2 separate regions of the Mus musculus genome follow, and region 2 is linked to region 1. Evidence: chromatin contacts called from public HiChIP or PLAC-seq data. All regions are on one chromosome and are shown on one strand. Each heading gives the region's core, a stretch centred on a gene start, on an enhancer-like site or on the middle of the called end of the contact. The rest is flanking DNA. Distances are from core to core; before and after follow the strand shown.

Region 1 (2,726 bases), core at 221-2,720:
AAAGTGGGGGGAAAAAAAAAGAAAAAAAATTGTCTAGGAGATATATACAGGAAAGAAACAGCACAGGACTGGGTGGGCTTGACCTGCTGGCCCCTCCCTGAGTCCTGGGGTGGGGGCTCTTCCTATCCATGCCTGCTCTGTGCCTGAGGGCAGGAGCTGTGTTGTCAGCTTGAATTGAACACTAATTAGAAAACCAACCTCCTTGTGTTTTTATGTCTGTTGTAAACTAAATGCAGCCCATTTCTTTTCGCTGTTGTGGTCATTTCTTTTACATCTATCCTCATTACTGATAATATATGTGCACCCACTGATTTCTGCCATTTTTAATGTGTTTTTTGTTTAGGGAGCTATTTTTTTGTGCTGCTATTTTCCTTCTGACCTCTCACCGATAGGTCTCAATCTCCCCCTCCCCTTTCTACTGATTACTCTTAAGAACATCTTTGTGTATTCAAAGTTCAGTATTAAAATCAATGTCTATCCTTATCTGAACCACAGAGGGTGTTAATATATAACTTGAAAGTTTAAATCATGCCCGTGGTTTTATGTTTGCTTTTTCATCAGCCATTCACTTCTGCACTTTGCTTTTAGTTACCACAGTGGCCTTCCTCCATGTTTCATGTGACTCTGACCCTAACATTAATGTTTTCTAGTGGTTGCTCTGATGTAAGGGCCGTAATTAACCAGTTTTCTTACCCTTTTTTCTGTAGATTTTCAAAAGAAACAACCAGATGATGATTCCACCCCAAGTACAAGTAACAGCCAATCAGATTTGTTTTCCGAAGAGACCACCAGTGACAACAACAATACCTCTGTAACCACGCCAACTCTTAGTCCCAGCCAGCAGTCGCTCCCGACAGAACTGAATGTAACTTCACCGAGTACAGAGGAATGTAAGTCTCTATCTGTGAGAGCCTTAGAGCAGCCCAGGAGCATCAGCGTGAGAGCCTTGCTCAGGAAGGCTTAACTCAGATTCTGTTTAAGACAAATGTGTGGGTGTGGAATGCTGTGCTGTGCAAGTCAGTAAGTGCAGCCACTCCAGAGAAGGTGAGGTCTTCTTAGGACTAGCCTTCCAGCGGTTATCAGCTCTGCCTTCACATTAGAACTCACTGGGGAAATTTAAAGCAATCTTTTTTATTGCATTTTTGAAAGACTTGTGCATGTAGTGCACTTGCATGGTTATCATAGAGGGCAGAGGACAGTGTGCTGGAGTCAGTTCTCTGCTTCCACCAGGATTGGAACTCGGGTCATCAGGGCTGCATGACAACATGGACATATTTCATCAGCTCTCCACCGAGGATTTAACAAACAATTTTAGTTTTTTATTATCATCCTTGAGCCTAATTTAACTCTTCAAAGAGAAGGAAGCTCAAAGATTCAGCCTTTAAAGTCTATGGAGAATTCTGCTGTACAGCAAGCATTTAGAATCACCAGTCTTGGGAACGTCAGCCTGACCTAGACTTAGATTGGACTCTTGCCTCTGCTAACTGGCCTTGACTAAGTTTACACTTAGGTAATAAAAGCACAGGCTGTGTGAAGAAAGTAGGAGATACTTTTATTCTTGTTTAATATTTTACTGCGTGCATTTGCGAATGTGTGTGTTTTGAATATGAGGATGTAAGCGAGTAGGTATGTATCGTTCTCTCCTGTTAGGCTAAGGGGCCTGGGGATTGAACCCAGTTAGCCAATCCTGTGTATAAGTGCCTAGCCATACCACTGGTCCTCTTGTTACCCTTGTATGTGATACATAGTCGTTATAATGCTACAATGATTTCTTGTGGGACACAATGTAACTCATAGTATTTGCCTCTTATGCTTTCCTTAAGGTTGGAATTTATGTTTCAAGCTTAATGGGTATTTAGAAATGTAATAGTTTAGGTTATCAAGTCTACTAATTTGGGGAAGGTTAGCAGGGAAAAAAATAATTTGTTTAATACTTTCACATGTTATTATATTCAGTTATATTGAGAATATAAAACAGAAGATCTTTAGAGAGTTTATTGTTTAGCAGGGACATTCAATTTAAATCAGAAGATGGCAAAGAGGAGTGATTATTCCCCTTTTTCCTCTCAAAGCAACGCAATGCTGAGAGACGAGAGGACTGCTAACATCTTATATTGCACAGGACAACTCTACACTGGAAGTGATCCAGCCCAGTTCTGTCCGGATGCTGGGGTTAGAAGCCGGACACATTCTGTGTATACTTAATGTTAGTAGGTCAGCGTTTGTAGTAAGTGTTATTGAAAGGCACTGGCTTACTCAGAAATGGTATTGAAGACAGAATGCTGTGAAGAGACACTTCACACATGTAGTGTGAGCTGTGGAGGAAAGCTGCCTGGAGTTTCTCTTGGGTAGTGACTTCATTCATGGAGAATGAAGTTGGAAAGTTAATGATTACCAAGCTTGAATGAATGTCCAGTCAAGCTACTGGGACTTTGAACAATAGCTGTGGTTCTAATGAAGAGACAGTGATAGTGTCACTGTCCTTTTGAAGGAGCAATCTGACAGTATTGTGAACAGGGATAGATTATAGCATTCCAGAAAAGGAGATTTTAATATTATAACTTGTTTAATGGAACTAGGAAGGGTGTGAAAATCATTTCAGAAGAGAAGAAGGATGTTAACAGTGTGTCAAGGAAGTAGATAATTTTGCTTCCTCCTTTCTAGTTTGGATGGCCTTTCCTTCCCTTACATAATTGCTTTCGCTAGGACTTATGTAGAGTGCTGTA
Region 2 (2,700 bases), core at 72-2,571, 410 kb after region 1:
ACTTACAGGCAGGGATGTAATAGTAGGGGGAGGGCTCTGGAGGCGCCACTGTCCTCCATGAGTAGAGGCAGCTAATGACTCCTAGGAAAGGAGACATTTCCTCAATGCTAGGCCCACTGGTAAGTTACCCACACTCCTATAAACAACCCTAATTAAACTCACTGGTTTGCAAAACAAAACCACAGGAGGTAGAAGCATACTGGGAGCCGGATCCTGGGGAGTTGCAGCGGGACTAGAAAGGGCAAGTGGGGGTGGGTATGTTGCATATCATATGCAAACTATATGATATGCATATATGAGTATGTCACGATGTAGGTGATTATGTGTATGTGAATAAAACAGACATAAGTAATTTAAATATCTCCATTATTTAAACTAAATGCTTTAATTACAAAGTTTTCCTTGGGGCTGGAGGGAAGTTAAGAGCACTTTGGCTCTTGGAGAGGACTGACCGGCTACCAAAGGCCTCATTGGGCAGCTCACAACCACGTGGAACTCTAGCTCCAGGCAACCCAATGCCCTCCTTTGACCTCTGTGGCTTATCTGTGCACATCCACAAGATATATTCACAAAGGCACACGCACACAAATATTTTTTTAAGTGAAAGGGGAATATGGTTTCCTTTCCTCTAGTCTCAGTCAGCCCCAATTACTAGTGGCTACTTCCCAGCTTTCTTTTCAAATAGGGTTAAGCACAGCAAAGCACTGTGCTGTGCAGAGTTCCCCACTGTTCTCAGGCTAGACACACTGCAGTACAGGGAGCGCAGTGCAGCCCTCAGAGCCCACACAGCTCAGCCACAGCACTGCAGCACCTCACCACCAAACAAAACTCCCGCTCTCCTGTTCGTGGGGACAGAAACCACTGGTCCTCTTCCTAACCCTTCGGTGCCATTTACTTTGGAGGAGCCTGTGTGCTTCTTTCTAGTGGGCTGAGGCCTCTGGGAGAAACTGAAAGAATGAAAATTGAGAAGGAAGCCATTCACAGGGCTCAGTTCCAGGGATATCTGCTTCTCAACTAGCACTCACGAACTGGTGAAGGCTCACCACACTCTGAGCTAAGCACAGCACAGCCACAGGAGACTCTGAAAGAGGAGGTGACAGTGACTCCTGAATACCAAGAATTCCTCTCTCTTCACTGTGTAGGTTACCCAGAGCTCATACATCAGAAGATAAGTAACTATCCTTCCCCATGACCTCCCTCCACTGTATATTTCACTGTATATTTCAGTATAAGGCATTCACAGTTCCTGGAGTTGTCAAGTCTTTTCCCTAGAAACTGCTGGAGTGGTGGGTGGCCCACAAGTGCCTCTCTACTCTGAAGGTGTCTATGGAATGCAGCCAGAGCAAACAAAGCATACTGAGTAATTCCCTGTTTGGAACGGGAAAGGCACCTCACAACTTCAGGATGATATGAGAGCAAACTTCTCCACTGGTACCCCAACTCCACCTAAACCCCAGTCAGAAAAGAGGAGCTGGAGTTGGGGGGGGGGGCTTTTTTTTTTCAATGCCTCTTCTGCTGGCTGACTCCTCTACAGACTAATGTCTGACTCCTGTCCTCTGAAGCTGCAGTGACAGTGGCCTTATAACAACACACATGGCTACTGAGCTAGTCCTGTGGCTAGTCCAAAGAAAACCACTGTCAAAGCTGGAAATACACATCATATTGCAAAGACTCAGCACTGCACTTCACTCAGCAGATGGGAAAACACTATTCTAGATCTGAGGACTCATCAGTCACTTCCCCGGCTCCCTGTACTTTCTCCTTCACATGGTTCCTGGGCTTTTGCAAGTGCACACAGGGCAGCATCCATCACACCTCTGGAGGCAGCGGGGCTTTAGAACAGGGCATCAGAGGATATCGAAAGTGATGGTGCACGCCTTTAATCCCAGCACTCGGGAGGCAGAGGCAGGCAGATTTCTGAGTTCGAGGCCAGCCTGCGAAAAAAACAAACAGAAAGAAAGAAAGAAAGAAAGAAAGAAAGAAAGAAAGAAAAAAATTTACACTGCCTGGGTTCAAGCCTTGGCAGCACCATTTAATAGGCTGTAGCTTTGGACATATTAGTTAACATCCTCCCAAACTACACTTTTTAAATATTCTTTATAAAGAATTATTATGTCTGTGTATGGGGGAGGGGCAAACGAGTCACAGCATATGGGAGTGGAAGTCAGATAACTCTTTGGGGTCCCTTGGGCTCCAGGGATCTAACAGAGGTTGTCAAGCCTGGGTGACAAGCACTTTACCTGCTGTGAACCATCTCACTGGCCTAAACTTCCCTTTTGTCTTCTACACAATGTAAGTAATAGAGAAACACTACTGTCCTGCATGCAAGGAAACCTCACCCATTTACTACAGTTATGACCACCGCCACCCACCACCAGTACACATGAAAAAAAGGACAGAGCTAACAGGAGCTGGAAAGATGGAAGAAGGGTAGCAACCGTGGCAACTCCAGAGCTGACGCTCTGATTAGTGCCAAAGAGATACAGTGGAAAGGCCCATGTTGGCATATAAAGAACTAAAGAGACTGAAATCAGAGCCACAGACACAAGCTCTATGGAAAAGTCCTGTGTTCGATTTCGATTCACCATCCTCAGTGTTCCCACATAACTCAGAAAACATGACTACACAGGGGCAGAGGAACCAACTGCTGTCCACAGTTGTGTAGGGGCATTAGCTAGGGCTCTGGGCAACCTAGCGACT

The links. HiChIP or PLAC-seq counts read pairs in DNA pulled down with a chosen protein or histone mark.
Region 2: a FOXA1 HiChIP or PLAC-seq map of pancreatic cancer cells shows a contact between it and region 1. The contact joins two enhancer-like sites. A contact is called at or near these places in 1 of 115 datasets of contacts at active chromatin or transcription factors (pancreatic cancer cells) and 1 of 9 other capture datasets (adipose tissue).

What each region holds. Positions count from the first base shown.
Region 1 is chr17:30,134,616-30,137,341 of GRCm38.p6, forward strand. Zfand3 (zinc finger, AN1-type domain 3) reads left to right here. Exons shown (of 6, transcript NM_001356265.1): 3 at 708-890. Among named protein-coding and RNA genes, the nearest start is that of Zfand3, 130 kb to the left of the region's middle. Within about 2 kb of position 1,471, at least 43 of the 459 cell types and tissues checked have an H3K27ac peak or open chromatin away from gene starts, as enhancers often do. A contact at or near this core is called in pancreatic cancer cells, where this site is marked.
Region 2 is chr17:30,549,605-30,552,304 of GRCm38.p6, forward strand. The region is part of intron 1 of Btbd9 (BTB (POZ) domain containing 9); the gene reads right to left. Among named protein-coding and RNA genes, the nearest start is that of Btbd9, 25 kb to the right of the region's middle. RefSeq lists an enhancer at 1-2,700. Within about 2 kb of position 1,322, at least 60 of the 459 cell types and tissues checked have an H3K27ac peak or open chromatin away from gene starts, as enhancers often do. A contact at or near this core is called in pancreatic cancer cells, where this site is marked.